Linked DNA regions of Mus musculus: region 2 is linked to region 1. Evidence: chromatin contacts called from public Hi-C data. All regions are on one chromosome and are shown on one strand. The core of a region is the stretch at or near the end of the contact, and the rest is flanking DNA. Distances in the headings are between cores, read along the strand shown. Region 1 holds the start of BC035044 (cDNA sequence BC035044). Region 2 has its middle 17 kb from the start of 2310001H17Rik.

Region 1 (3,794 bases), core at 872-3,371:
AAATAAGAAAAGAGGAAAAATTAGAAATATCTCAATAAACAACAAAAATATGTGGAAAATGGAAGTGAAAGGAACTTCTTCAACCCTACAAAATTCATCCATTAAAAACAAAGCAGTAAGTCCAACTTCAGTCAGCTGCACTCTCAATGGTGCCATTATGAATGTGTTCCCAGCAATCAGGAGCAAGAGTCAGATGTCTGCTCATTACTCCAGGTAGACTTTTCCCAGGAGGTGCTCGCCAGGACAAAGAAATAGGGTCAGGTGTCTGGAGAATGGCTCAGCTGTTAAGATCTCTTTCAGCTCTTCCAGAGGACTTGAATTGAAGGTAGCTTACAACATTGCACACCTCCAGTTCCAAGGGGTCCATTGCCCTCTTCTGGCTTCTGTACACACTGGGCATTCATGTTATGTACAAACCTGCAGGCAAACAGCCACATACATAAAATGAGTCTCTTAAAGAACGAAAGGAGGTTTATGCTTCTCAGAAACAGGTGAAAGTGTTTCTTTTCACAGATGACAGGGTTCTATCTACATAAAAATCCAAACAAATCTACAAAAGACCGTTGGATGTAAAAAAAAAAAAAAAAAATGAGTTTATAAAACTGCAGGACAGGGTGACAGCATGGTAAAATCAGTTGTATTGTCCTGTCAAGTGGAAATTAATATCTTAGACAGTAATGCCAAAAAAACATAAAATTACAAATCTAAAAATAGGATGTTCATAGTCAGCATAACAAAAACTACATGTAAATATATAAAGAAATAAAAAGGAAAGTTGGCTCAGTGGTTTCGAACATTTGTTGATCTTTCAGAGGACCTGGGTTAAATCTAGAACCAATATAAGAGCTCACAAGCCTCTGTAAATCCATATTCAGGAAGTCTGAGAACTTTCCTAACCTTGGTGGGCACTAGGAATGCACACAATCCATAGATATCTATGCAGGCGAAGCACTCGTACATGTTACATTTTTGAAATAAAGAAAGAAATCAAGGCAGCGCTAAACACATAATGAACTAGAACACTCCATATTGCTCATGTCAACAATTTCTGAACACACATATATGTGTAACATATTCCAGAGATGTAGTTGCCTTCAGAAAAAAAAAAATCATAGCACCAAGTTGTATGAGAAGTAATATGAAAATTAAAAAGAGTCAAAAATTAATAGTCAAAAATTATTCTGAGAATGAAGAGGTCAAAATCAGAAAGATCACAAGGCCTGACCTGATGTCTCATGTTCTCATGGGAACAGGAATGAAAGCCTGGTGCTAGCATCAGAGTAGACACTGAAACAACACAGCAGAAAACAGGACTCCACAATGAGGTCAAACACATGTGGGTGGTCAAGAGACACTTAACAGAGATGAACAGTCTTTAGACAGGGAAAAGATGGCATCACTCCCGTGTGTGCTACTGAAACAACCTTCTATCTGTCTCCTAAAAAAATAAATAAATAAATAAATAGGCATAAATTTCTACAGTCCATTTGTAGACATAGAGATCCAAGCACAAAACTTAATATCATAAAGTCATTTGATTTTTAGAAAAGTAAGGGAATGTTTGTGAACTTGTCTTGGGCAAAATCATCTTCGATTTAAGAGCAAAATCACTGTCTGCATAACAGGATGGTTATACATTGATGTGGATGTCCATGTTGAGGTAGAACTAACAACTTCTTAAGGCTAAATTTTACAGCTTCTACAAAGCTGTTTGTAAGTGTAAAATGTGATATGCTCCCATCCTACCCACATATTCCCATGCTGGAAAGGAATTCAAGTTGCAAGACATCTTTATGTGAATATTTGCAGCAGCTTTAAGGATCCCTGTGAAAATGACACATTTGTGACCATTAAAATATCCCCAAGCTGATGACAAGGTAAACCTCTCAACACAAGAAACAACTTGGAACACATGCCTGTGCTTGCCTTATCTCATGCCACTTTAACAGGCCAAATGTCCCAAGGGCTTCTTCCCCAAAGTGTCCCTAAACTAACCCGAAAGTAAGCTCATGCAAAGGTCAGAGAGCTACAGGAAGTCCCAGTTTCCTTTGTGAAGAGACCCCCAACTGCCACTATTCACTTCCTCCTATCACTTCTCTAGAAGTTTCCTGACAGCTTTTCACAACCTCTTTGCATAGTATTTGCTGGTGAGATTCTTAAAAATTTCTGAACTCAGAGCATGATTCTGTGTAGGCGATGCTATGGGTATGATCCCTCAGCATCTCACCAGCAGTGCATGTTTCTGACACACTACTGATTAGCACTGCACTGTGAGTGATGAGCAGAAGGCATTGCTGTGACAAGCTGAAAGAACTCTTGTGGGACTTCTCTGCTTCATGGACCCATTTTAAGTCATCTGGAAAGGTGACTACTCATGGCTGTGGCGGAGGAGTGGTGAGAGTGTCTGCAGCAGACAACGGGGAAACAGGTAGGGTAGGGGGTCTGTATATATTTTTAAAATGACTGTTTTAGTCTTATTTATTTTACATTTAAGAGTGCTTTGTCAGCTAAATGTAAGAATGTGTGAATGTAATGTATGTATGTATGTATGTAGTGTACTACATGCATGATTACTGTTAGAGGAATTTAGAAAATATATTGGATCCCTGGAATTGGAATTAGGGGTGGGTGTTGAGCCACCATATGTGTGCTGGGAGTGAAACCTCAGTCCTTAGCAAGAGCAATAAATGCTCTCAGTGGTTGAGCCAAGTCTCCAGCCCCTATGTATCTTAATGAAGAACACCTGATTATATGTTTTCAAAATTCACAGAAATGTATACCAAATGAATTAATTTTATTGAGTGCTAATTATAGTTTTTACAGAGTTTTCACTGACTTTAATCCTTGCATTTTGTGCATTTTCGCACACCTAAAATACCAGAAAGCTTCTATTACATTAACAAGGAGGGAAAGGAGCCTTAGGATTAGAAAGAAGGCTTTAAGCACTGAGCTTTTGCATTTTGGATCCACACAGAACTCCCAGCCTTAATTCTTTCTAGTTCTACAGAATATAAAATGATAGCATAATAAATTCGCCTGTGCTCATTTCCAGCCCCAGCACCTCTCAGCCATGTGCTGCTGGGAGCCCTCCTCAGCCCTCCTCACACTCCCTATAGAAAGGAAGTCTTGGGAGATTTCTAAACCCCTTCAGATTGTAAAGGAGTGGTTTGGTTTCATTGTGATTTCAGGTTCTGCACTGTGATTTCAAAAATCTTTCCAAATCGAAGAAAAGAGTGTAAACTCCTGTCTGCTTTTAGCTAACAAACCCCTCTACAACTGATGAACAATGTTGGCCTTTCAGTGCCTGACTAATTTGTCTCAGCATGTCACCCAGGTCCAGCCATGTTGTCACAAAAGACATCCTATCTTACTAGTACATAGTATTCCAGTATATATGGGAGTATGTATCACAGGTTTTCCACACTCATCCACTGATAGATGCTGATGTCTGTTTGGTTGGAGCCTCCGACTTGGCCCATACCCCACACCTCCCACCACCCCAGCCCTGGCACCCAAAGCCCAGTTCCACATTCATGGTAGCTGTAGCAACCTTGTCCCCAGCCTAGGTGACCACGCTGGGACTCAAGCCCAGCTTGTGGCAGACAGGTCATTTTCCTTCACCAACAATCTATAAAAACACCTTCCCTGCCATAGCCTGGGCAGGACTTCCACCTTGTGCCCTGAGACTGGTGACCTTGCCCTGGAACTGTTCTGAAATAAATATGCTTTTCTACTTTTAATTCAGCTCGAGTTGGCTTATTAAGTCATCAGAGAAGCCTACTAGTGTGTTCCAT
Region 2 (3,794 bases), core at 479-2,978, 360 kb before region 1:
TTGTCCATTAAGGGTTTGTTCCGTCTGCTTTGTTTCATTGAGGCGGGTTCTTACTATGTAGCCCAGGACTATATAATTGTGTGAGTGTTATTATTATCATATAATTATTTTTTTCTAAGCTTGGCCTCAAACTTAAAATCCTCTTCTCTCAGCCTCCTGAACTCAAGAACTGCAGGTATGTGCCACTATGCCTGGTGAGTTTCTGAATTCAGTGATTATGATTATAGTTTTCAAATTTTCTGGTTAACTTTTGATGGTCTCTCACCAAATGAACAGTTATTTCTTTTATTCCTTAAAATCTATTATAAATCTCTAGTTATAATACACGTAATTATTTAAATTGTTAAAATCCTATGTGATCAAGACTGCTCTTTTTATTTCCTATCAACATGTTGATATTTTGGCTTGTTTCCTGAAGCATTTGGTGATTTTTATTTTTGATTTTAGTTGGCTTCAGTTCATGAAAGATCAATTGTGTTGGGGTAGGGTACTAAGGATTAAATGTAGGGCCGCGGGCATGCTGGGTAAGCACTCTACTCTTCAATGATATCCCAAGCCCAGCCAATGTGATTTCTAACAGAAAAAATGAATGATGCTCTCTCAATCGAAGTAGGATGTATCTTCAGCCACAAGGGGGAAGTAGAAGCTGCTGAACTGAGAACCTGAGGCCTTTCAAAGATGAGCCAGAGGGCGGCAGATTGGCCATAAAGCCTTGAATAAGGCTGCCCCTTCGTTCTCTCCTACATAAGCCATTCCCCTCCTTAACTGAGTACTTTTTTAAATCAGTTTTGATCACTTCAGGGATCAGAAGTCAAGTCAGGGGTTCAGCCAGTTGCCGAGTAAGTCTGTTCCCGGTGTACATTCTGAGCATAACAGGATTCTGAGCACGCATAGTGAGCCGCTGTAACCTGGGGTTAGGAATCGTAGTAGACAGGTTTTCAGAGAGACGTCAGAGCCCAAACTCCATTGCTTGTTGCCAGGAGCTGTTACTCTGGTGAGTGGAACAATGCAATGTTTGACTCTCTTGGTGGCCATGTTAAGTTTGGCCAGAGTTCAATAAACCCCTTCGGATCCCATTACAGGTGGTTGTGAGCCACCATGTGGTTGCTGGGAATTGAACTCAGGACCTCTGGAAGAGCTGTCAGTGCTCTTAACCACTGAGTCATCTCTCCAGCCCTTGAGCAGTTTCAATCTTGGTAGGAACAACAACCTCCTAAGGACTTTATAAAAACCTAACATAGACAGGAAAGTGGAAACACTGGGGGTGGGGTGTGGCGGGGTGTTGGGGGGGGCTGGGGAGAGAACCAGCATCTTTCCAAGTATACTGCTACAGTAGAGAAAAACTATCTCCCTGGAAGATGTCTGTACTCCCATAGCTATGTAAAATCCGATTGTGACAGAAAATGAACAAGGTCTAAGGTGGGGTTGGGTACTGCAAAGATAATTGCAAGACTAGACACTCTTGGTGCAGGGGCCAGACTGTCCTGAGAAAGACATTCCTTCTGAGAGACAGAAGTGATGGGCAGGTACAGGTGACCAAGAGAGAGAAAGCCCAAAGGGTCACAATTCCTCCTCTTCTACAATACAACTTGCAATAGTTTCATGTCTGTGCCTAGCTTCCTGGAGACTTTGCAGAAATTTCTAGGGACTGGGTTCTAAACTCTCTGCTGATGTGTGTCCTGTAATAAAAACTAAGTAGTGCACTAATTTTCCAGCAGATGGCGCTATGAAACAACGGTTTCAATTATTTCCTTTATGTGTCACTCTAAATGATTGCATGTCCATAAAAGGGGGCGGGGAGGGGGGAGACTGTAAGTGCAAAATGACTTTTAGTTTCTCATGTTATCTTTAGGGTTTCTGAGATACTGAGAGCAACTTCTGTCAACTCTGGACAACTTAGCATCAGATAAGAAGCTTAGGCAACAAAGGGAATTTTAAAGCGTTGTTGTTTGTTTGTTCCAAGTGTGCTGGTGCACTCCTTTAATCCCAAAACTTGAGAGGCAGAGGCAGGAGAATATCTTTGAGCTCAAGGCAAGCCTGATATGCATAGTAAGTTCCAGAACACCCAGAGCTACATAGAAAGAATATGTCTCAAAACAAGCCAGAGATGGTTTTGCTTGGCGGGTTTTTGTTTATACTGTGATGATTACTGAACCTGGGACCTCATTCACGCTAGGAAAGCACTTACCATTGCCTGCATCTCTGACTCAAATAATCTACTTTTTTCTCTATTTTAAATTTGGACGCAGTGGAAGCAACTGTGTAGAAAGGTCCAGCATGAGCCAACCCATCTCCAGGACTTAGAAATAAAAGGGGGGTGTGTGCCACTAAAACTGGAAGCAAGGAGTGGGAGTAAGGAAGTGTCAAAGTCCCTTCAGCTAGACAAGCTGTGATGAAAGAAACTGGGAACTGTGGCAAGGCTTTCCAAATATCACCGGGGATGATAAAACAGACTTTATAAAGAGAAGCCATTGTGAAAGATACAAGATCTTACAAGACAGAGAGTGCACAAGAACAGGTGGAGACGTATGACCAAGGAGTGAGTGAGGATCTGTGAACAGAAATCAAAGGGAGAAAGGATATCTGGCTGATCTGATTTTCAAGGATTATTCCTAACGGTGAAGAATAGCTCAAGCGGAGATTTTTACTGTGCCGATTTACCAAATTCTTGCTCAAATGTGGTTCTACAAGGACAGAGAAGGAACTACAATGTAGGTCCAGACAGAAAAGACACAGAACGCTGACCAAGTGTCAGTCCAAGCAGGGGTGCAGCCAGTCTCTGCCTCTGAAGAAAAAAAATGATACAAAAATCATTTTAGTATATTATTGAATTTGCCTTACAGCTATTCTACAGAGGGTTTATATGCCTATGTTTATCAGAAATAGTTACTCATAATTTTCTTTTCCCAAGATGTCTTTGCTTAATTTTAATAATAGGGTGGTAAAGGCTTGCTAGTAAGGCAATCGAGACAAGTGTGTGAGCCCCAGCTTCAGTGGCAGATCCTTGGAAAACAATGTGCTCATTTGAGTGACTGAGGAAGATACCAGTTTCAATTTCTCTCTCTCTCTCTCTCTCTCTCTCTCTCTCTCTCTCTCTCTCTCTCACACACACACACACACACACACACACACACACACACACACACACACACACACTGTTCTTGAACTACTTACACAATCCATTTTTATTAAAATTTCTTCAGAAATATTTTGCTATAAAAATACGAGCCAGGTCTGATCACTCATAGCTGTAATTCCGGTGCTGGGCTGGGGAAGCTGAAACAAGAGGATCACTGCAAGATGGGGGCCAGCCTGGGCTACATGATAGTTCCAGATCAGTCTGGGCTAGAGTTAGATCCTGTTTCTCTTCCTTCCGTCCTTCCTTTCTTCCTTCCTTCCTTCCTTCCTTCCTTCCTTCCTTCCTTCCTTCCCTCCTTCCTCTCTCCCTCCCTCCCTCCCTCCCTCCCTTCCTCCCTCCTTCCTTCCTTCCTTTCTTTTTTTTTTCTGGATTTTGGGGGTATTGGTTATTTTATTTATATTTCAAATGTTGTCTCCCTTCCCAGTTTCCCCTCCACAAATCTCCCATCCCATCCCACCCCATCCTCCCTCCCTCCTGCCTCTATGAAGATGCCCCCCACCCACCCACTCCTGCCTCGATGCCCTGGCTTCCATCAAACCTCCACAGGACCAAGGGCTTCCCCTCCTGTTGATGCCAGATAAGGCCTTCCTCTGCTACATATGCAGCTGGAGCCATGAATCCCTTCATGTGTATTCTTTAGTTGGTGGTTTAGTCC

Evidence for each region. A called contact is a pair of places that touch in the nucleus more often than the background predicts.
Region 2: a contact with region 1 is called in a Hi-C map of bone marrow-derived macrophages, with 18 read pairs. The contact joins the enhancer-like site here to the promoter of BC035044 in region 1. A contact is called at or near these places in 13 of 39 promoter capture datasets (3T3-L1-derived adipocytes, the C10 cell line, the HPC-7 cell line and 10 more), 2 of 15 datasets of contacts at CTCF or cohesin (the NIH/3T3 cell line and large pre-B cells), 12 of 484 Hi-C or Micro-C datasets (B cells, CD4 T cells, DN3 thymocytes and 6 more), 15 of 115 datasets of contacts at active chromatin or transcription factors (the 230-238 cell line, DN3 thymocytes, the HPC-7 cell line and 10 more) and 4 of 9 other capture datasets (adipose tissue, liver, macrophages and 1 more).

The regions. Positions count from the first base shown.
Region 1 is chr6:128,889,451-128,893,244 of GRCm38.p6, reverse strand. It overlaps BC035044 (cDNA sequence BC035044), which reads left to right and starts at 2,121. Exons shown (of 3, transcript NM_001254946.1): 1 at 2,121-2,428. The coding sequence starts at 2,278. It overlaps Clec2i (C-type lectin domain family 2, member i), which reads right to left. Exons shown (of 6, transcript NM_020257.2): 2 at 347-417.
Region 2 is chr6:129,253,090-129,256,883 of GRCm38.p6, reverse strand. No RefSeq gene overlaps it. Among named protein-coding and RNA genes, the nearest start is that of 2310001H17Rik, 17 kb to the right of the region's middle. Within about 2 kb of position 1,728, at least 16 of the 459 cell types and tissues checked have an H3K27ac peak or open chromatin away from gene starts, as enhancers often do. A contact at or near this core is called in bone marrow-derived macrophages, where this site is marked.